Linked DNA regions of Mus musculus: region 2 is linked to region 1. The links are chromatin contacts, called in public promoter capture Hi-C maps. All regions are on one chromosome and are shown on one strand. Each heading gives the region's core, a stretch centred on a gene start, on an enhancer-like site or on the middle of the called end of the contact. The rest is flanking DNA. Distances are from core to core; before and after follow the strand shown.

Evidence for each region. Promoter capture Hi-C pulls out the DNA fragments that hold promoters and counts their contacts.
Region 2: a contact with region 1 is called in a promoter capture Hi-C map of liver, with 2.8 times the contacts expected there. The contact joins two enhancer-like sites. A contact is called at or near these places in 1 of 39 promoter capture datasets (liver) and 1 of 15 datasets of contacts at CTCF or cohesin (the NIH/3T3 cell line).

Annotation. Positions count from the first base shown.
Region 1 is chr5:72,651,484-72,654,894 of GRCm38.p6, reverse strand. All of the region lies in intron 1 of Nipal1 (NIPA-like domain containing 1), which reads right to left. Among named protein-coding and RNA genes, the nearest start is that of Nipal1, 5.4 kb to the right of the region's middle. Within about 2 kb of position 1,649, at least 13 of the 459 cell types and tissues checked have an H3K27ac peak or open chromatin away from gene starts, as enhancers often do. A contact at or near this core is called in liver, where this site is marked.
Region 2 is chr5:72,947,159-72,950,494 of GRCm38.p6, reverse strand. Slain2 (SLAIN motif family, member 2) reads right to left here. Exons shown (of 8, transcript NM_001113423.2): 3 at 1,769-1,933. Among named protein-coding and RNA genes, the nearest start is that of Slain2, 34 kb to the right of the region's middle. Within about 2 kb of position 2,079, at least 9 of the 459 cell types and tissues checked have an H3K27ac peak or open chromatin away from gene starts, as enhancers often do. A contact at or near this core is called in liver, where this site is marked.

The sequences.
Region 1 (3,411 bases), core at 400-2,899:
TGTGAAGAGACACCATGACCAGGGCAACTCTTATAATAAAGATGACAGCATTTAATTGCGGCTGGCTTACAGGTTCAGAGGTTCAGTCTGTTATCATCAAGGCAGAAAGCATGGCAGTGCATTGGCAGGCATGGTGCTGAAGAAGGAACTTAAGAGTTTGACATCTTGTTATGAAGGCAAACCAGGAAAAGACTGGTTCCCAAGGGGGGTTGGAGGAGGGTCTGAAAGCCCATCCCCACAGTGACACACTTCTTCCAACAAGTCCACACCCCCTAATAGTGCCACTCTCTGGGCCAAGCAAATACAAACCACCACATAGGTATATATACAGCCTGAAGCAGGAACCCAGTCCAGTCCACCCTCAGCTGACCTCAAGACACATAGACAGGAATAAGAGAGTACAGCTACCTATTTCATTGACATAGAAAATCTTTCTGGCCATCACAATTCATTCTGCAGCTGTGAGCTGCTGTCGACCAGGTCACACCTTCCTGGTTTGGTCTCATTGACTCCGTTGTAGTTTTCCATGCCAATTAAATAAAGGCTCAATTCCTGCCAACCCTAAATGTTAAAACCCAACGCGCTCAGAAACTTGCTCACCTCTGACCTACCTTTCGCTGCACTCCTCTTGTCTCATTCATCCCTCAAGCAGCACAAGCTACACGTTCATTCATTTATTCATTCATTCATCCACACAGTTACTGTCTTCTGGCTGCCGTGAATGTCTTAGACACCGAGGGCTCAGCGGTGAACATAAATAACTCTCTGTATTCTAATGGGGAAGGGCTAGAGACGTGAACCACGTAATGCGTTTAAATGCCAAGAGAAGCAGCAAAGCCTGCATACATGTACATGTACTTATACATGTACAGTACATATACATAATTCGAAAGCAGGATTAGGAAGAAATCTCTGTTACATATAAAAGACAAAATTCAAGGCAGACGTACGCGTGAGTGGTACGTCATCAGTGGGGTGGAGGGCAGGAAGGAGACGGAACAAGATGTAGTCACGGCTCAGTTGGGACAAGATCGGGTGAGATGGGCTGGTAAAAAAAAAAGAAAGACCAAGGTCCTATCCTGTCTTCCTCCTTCCCAAAGCTCTACAATGGCTTTCCTTTACTTTCAGAAAAAGGTGAGTCCACCCACCCCATACACAGGCTCCAGACCTGTGGTCCCGCTTCCTCTGTTCTGGGTCCCGCTCTCTCCTCCGTAGTTGTGTTAAACTCGTTCCTCCTCACCTTACCGCTTTTACAGTGGCTATTATTTAGCCCTTTACAGTGTTGACACACATAGTGAGCTGCTTCTTGGCACTGAAAAGCCTCCTCCTGGGTGGAGGTTGTAGCTCAGTGGCAGAGCACAGTACATACACGTCCACCATACTTCCTCACACAGCTGCTCTCTGCAGTCCCAGTCAGAAGAAACCTTCAATTCCCTTGCAGCCAATGACCCTATTTAGTGTACCCTACCAATCACAATTCTTCTTGCAGCTTATGTTTTTATAGCGTATGCACATCCATATGGCTATGGGTTTGCTCAAACAAAACAGCTGTTGAAACCCATACCACCCAAGGTGTTAGCTAAGCTATTTATTTGCTCACAGGAGAGTCAGCTCCTCTGGGAACTGGTGAGGCACAGGTCAACAGGACAGGCAAACAGAGCAGATGGTTTAAACGAAAGCACAGCAAGCTAGAATAAACAGAGAAGAAGGACACATCGTGTACGCCGATTTGGAGCCGAATAAGTGTTAGACATAAATTAGAACAGATTTGGAACAAAATGAGACCTTTGGACATCACAGCAGGCAGATAGATGTACGTGTAAGCTCTCATGCAGAGATGCTCATTATTTCAGTTAACCAAACAGAATTGAGGGCCAATGGTGTAGCTCAGAGGCACAGCGACTGCCTGGCATGGGGAGGCCTTAGTTTGATCCCCAGAACTTCCAAGCCAAGTGAACTGCAATGGAAAACTCCCACCACCATAGCCTGTGCAACAACCACAAAAAATGCTTCAGATCTTCACACCTTGAAGATGTTGCTGGTTTAAACCCCTCTGCCATCTTTTGTTGTTCTTGGTTGGTTGGTTACAGGGTTTCTCTGTGTAGCCGTAACTGTCTTGAAACTCTGTGAACCAGGCTAGTCTCAAACTCAGAGATCTGCCTGCCTCTGCCTCCTACCTGCTGGAATTAAAGGTGTGTGCCACCTCTGTAGCCTTAGGGCCTATCTTTAAAGTCTTCTTTCTTTAAAGGGCCTGAGGGAGCAGGGAGGAGCTGGGAGGATGTGGGAGGAGCAGGGAGTGTCAAAGGACTGCTGGCCCTGGTGTTTCCATAACTAGTCTCTGTTTTCACACTTTACCATCTGTAAGAAAGGTTACTCAAATTTTCCTCTTGGAGAAAAGTAAAAGGGAAGCCAGGTAAGGTGGCACTCACTCTGAATCCAGTGCTGGGAGCAGAGGCTGGTAAGTCTCTAAGTTCAAGGTTAGCCTGATCCTCAGTGAATTCCAAGCCAGCTAAAACTATGTAGTGAGACCTTGTCTCAAAACAAAACAAAACAAAACACCCTAAAAGTGAATAAATAACTAAACAAACAATTTTAAATGAAAATGCAGGAAAGGAACTTAAGAAACATTCCAGTAACCTTGCATGCATACTTTAAGTTTTTAAAATCATTTATAGTTCCTACTAAATACCAGGCTCAACAACCTACTGCTAGTACACACCAGTGTTTCCTGATCAGCTTTTAGTGGAGAATCTTATTCTGTTTTGGGGAGTTAGAGGGATGTTTTTTAAGTAGTGCTTAATTTTGGCACGCAAGAAATCTTTTAGGACTTAGAAACATTGTGTTTTAGTCTGAAGACATGGTGGAAATCTTTCAGAGCATTTGATAAACAGTTATAGTTTACAAAGAAAACCAAAGTGTCTTAGTAGCAAAAACTATCACCATTTCACAGACTTTGAGAAATGCCTATCACATGTATTTTTTGGAAGAGTGATGTGTCCAATGCTAAGAAACTTGTCATGTCTCAGAGGCCATGGGGTAGACTCGGGGTGTTGTGCCAGTCCCGTGTCTTTGATGATGTAAGCAGCAGTGAATTCCAGCAGCTCTGGAAACTGGGAGTCTGAAATCAGCATGGCCTCAGGGTTGGGCTCCTGGTGACAGCCTCCCCTTCCCCGTGTCTTCTTAGGGTGAGCTTTCAGGCCTCTTTCATACACAGCGACTTCAGGTTGGACATCTGTATTAGTCAGGGTTCTCTAGAGTCACAGAACCTATGGGTAGTCTTTATATAGTAAGGGAATTGGTTGTTGATTTACAGTCTGTAGTCCAACTCCCCAACAATGGTCAGCAGCAACTGTGAATGGAAGTCCAATGATCTAGCAGTTGCTGAGTCTCACAAGGCAAGCAGGCAAAGAG
Region 2 (3,336 bases), core at 830-3,329, 300 kb before region 1:
AAAACAAGTTAGAGAGTTCATCTTGCCCCATTCAGAATGACTAAGACCAACAAAACTGACAAATGCTGGCAAGACTGTGGAGAAAGAGGAACCTCATTATTCACTGTTGGTGGGAATGGAAATTTATGGATGCAGCCACTTTGAAAATCAGTATGGAGACACCTCAAGAAGATATAAATAAATCCATCATATGATCTGACTCTATCATCCCTTGGCCTATGCCCACAAACTTGACATTGTCTGCTGCAGATACTTGCTGGGATGCTCATTGCTGCCCTATCACAAGAGCCAGGAAACAACACAGCCCAAATAGCCTTCAACTGATGAATGAAAGATGGCAACGTGACACAAAGAGACAAAGGAGTTCTACTCCGCTATAAAAACTAAAATCAAGTCATGACATCTGCAGGCAAACATAGAAAAGATTATAACTCGAGACTGAAAGCCAGGCTCTCATCGGCCATTCCTAGCTCCAAGTCTTCAGGCATTAGGTTAGAAACACAGAATCACTGAAGAAAACCAGCAGACTATAATGGAACCATGGGTCAGGGGAGCTCTAGAGAGGGAATAACACGTGATACGAAGGAAACAAAAATGGAGGAGGAAAAAAAAAATGGAGGAGGAAGGGCTTCGAGTGGGAATGGGGAGGGACATCAACACAAGAAAAAGGGAGGGCAGACAAAAACACCAAGGCTTGATAAAAGCCTCAAGAAAATATCATAGTATCTTATATTTATCTAAAATTATATACATAACATCTATATGTATGCATGTGTATATATATATATGTACATATCTATACATACTTTATCTTATCTCTCAAAGAGAGAGAGAGAGCCCAAGAGAGAGCCTGAGAGAGCTTAAAGGAAGTATGCCACTTGGGCTGACAATGCTCTCCACAGGAACCAAAGACCCAGTACCAGGCACAAGAAAAGTGACTCCCAAATTTGCTACTGTCCCCAGCTGCCTCTTACTGGTCAAAGGTAAGCCCTGATTGCTGAAGGTAGCACCTAGGGCAGCAGAGTCTGTAAACTAGCAGGAGGGGCCGGACAGGCAGGTGGGTTTCTGGAGCTCACTGGCCAGCTACTCTAGCCAAAACATGAGCTCCAGGCCCAGTGAGAGAGCCTATCACAAAACTAAGGTGGAAATGGAAGAAAAAGACCTGATGTCAACTTGTGGACCCCCCATGCATGTGCAGAGAAGCACACATGCACACACACTGCTAAGCAGCACACTAACCATTTTAAAGGAAGCTGCACTAAAAGGATAAAGAAGAACGCAGTAAGAGAGATGTGGTGAGGTAGAGAAGAGTGAGCTACTCAAGCAAAGTGCCAGTAGCAGACCGAGAACAGAGCGGACTCCCAGGCCACAGCAGTCTGCCGTCCACACTACTACTACAGCACATACTGCTCTCGTACATTCACAGACAATACCTATGCCATCACGCTTACTAAACCTCTTTTAAAGACAGGTCTGTAGACTTTATAACCCCAACAGGCTGTAAATAGGTTTTACTGGTTAAAGGAATCAAATGTGTGGTCCTGTTTAATTTAGCCAGATTTTAAATACTAGTTTTAAAACCAGATTTAGGTACACACCAAAGAAAATTCTATGCAGAAAACAGGCTGCCACTAACAGGCTGCCTTTGTATCTTTGGTGCTCAGTACAGTAACTAGTATAAAACAGCACATCAAGGAGATTTCCCCCTGTTGCTTCAGTTTCATAAATAAAACGAGTTGTTACTTTTGGAGGTAAAGCCACTCCTTACCTGAATTTCCAGGAAGTATAAGCTGCTTGACTATGGGAGGTCGCACTGGTGTTGAGGATGGAGAGTTGAAGCCACTGCTGTATGGGCTACTGGCATTTGGACTATAAGAATTTGAGTAACTCACAGAGTTGAAAGGATTATTGTATAAATTTTGCCTCTTGAGAGCTGTATTAACAAAAAGAGAGAAAATCAAATTTAGTAAGTGGGAAAAGGTTAACATCTCAAAAAGTTTTCTTAGAGGTCAGGACATGATGTCCCATTAAACAACCTTTTATGTAACTGTGTTTGTGTCCAGAGACTAGTGCTGCTGTCAGCTCAGGTAGGGAATTTCACAGGAGTCAGCAGTAACTGACTTGTAACTGGTCCAAATGCTGAGAATAAGTGACTGTTGAGTGGGAAGCCACAGATGTGACTCCTCTACCACCCCACCAGAGCTTAAGAAGCACGGTAACTGGCCTTACAGTGTTGGGTCTAAAACAGCAAGTGAAACCACACCCACACACTCACACCCCTACCCATCACACATCACACATCAATCCTTAAATGGGTATTTCTTCCATCCATTACACAACACTTTCAATATTTGCAAACAAGCTAAAATCCTAGAGAAGATATCGCCATGGGCTGCGGAGAGGGTCATCTTAAGGCAGCAAATGCTCAAGGAAGAGTAGCCTGTGGTGGTAGAGAATAGAGCAGCTTAGGGAAAAGTAGCTGGAGATAGATGTGGTCCCAGCACTTGGGAAGCAGAGGCAGGTGGGTTTTTGTTTTTTGTTTTGATTTTGAGGGCAGCCTGGTCTATATAATGAGTTCCAGCTCAGTCAGGACTACATAGTGAGGTCCTGCTTCTCACCTCCCCCCACCCAAAAGAGTAGCAGATGTACTAGAAATCCGGTACACTGTGCCCATAAGCATGACATCTACGCAGTAGCAAGTTAATATTTTGGGGTTCAGGGCTCCCAATGGAGGAGCTAGAGAAAGTACCCAAGGAGCTAAAGGGATCTTCAACCCTATAGGTGGAACAACATTATGAACTAACCAGTACCCCTGAGCTCTTGACTCTAGCTGCATATGTATCAAAAGATGGCCTAGTCGGCCATCACTGGAAAGAGAGGCCCATTGGACACGCAGACTTTGTGTGCCCCGGTACAGGGGAACGCCAGGGCCAAAGGGGGGGAGTGGGTGGGTAGGGGAGTGGGGGTGGGTGGGTAAGGGGGACTTTTGGTATAGCATTGGAAATGTAAATGAGCTAAATACCTAATAAAAAATGGAAAAAAAAAAAAAAAAAAAAAAAAAAAAAAAGAATTTAGCAAAAAGCAAACCCTTTCCTTTCTGATTGTTACTTTGGAAGATATTTGAAATAAATAATTTTCATGTATCTGAAGGTAAAAAAAAAAAAAAAAAAAAAAAAAAAAATATTTTGGGGTTCTTTTTTTGGGGGGGATGTTGTTATTTTTGTTGTTATTGTTTTGAGCAAAGAGCACTGTGCTACAATCATATCAGAGAGGAAACCTAATAAATAGACTAAACTAGGTAATAAACAGTGACTAGAAAATGAATTTTAAAAAGGA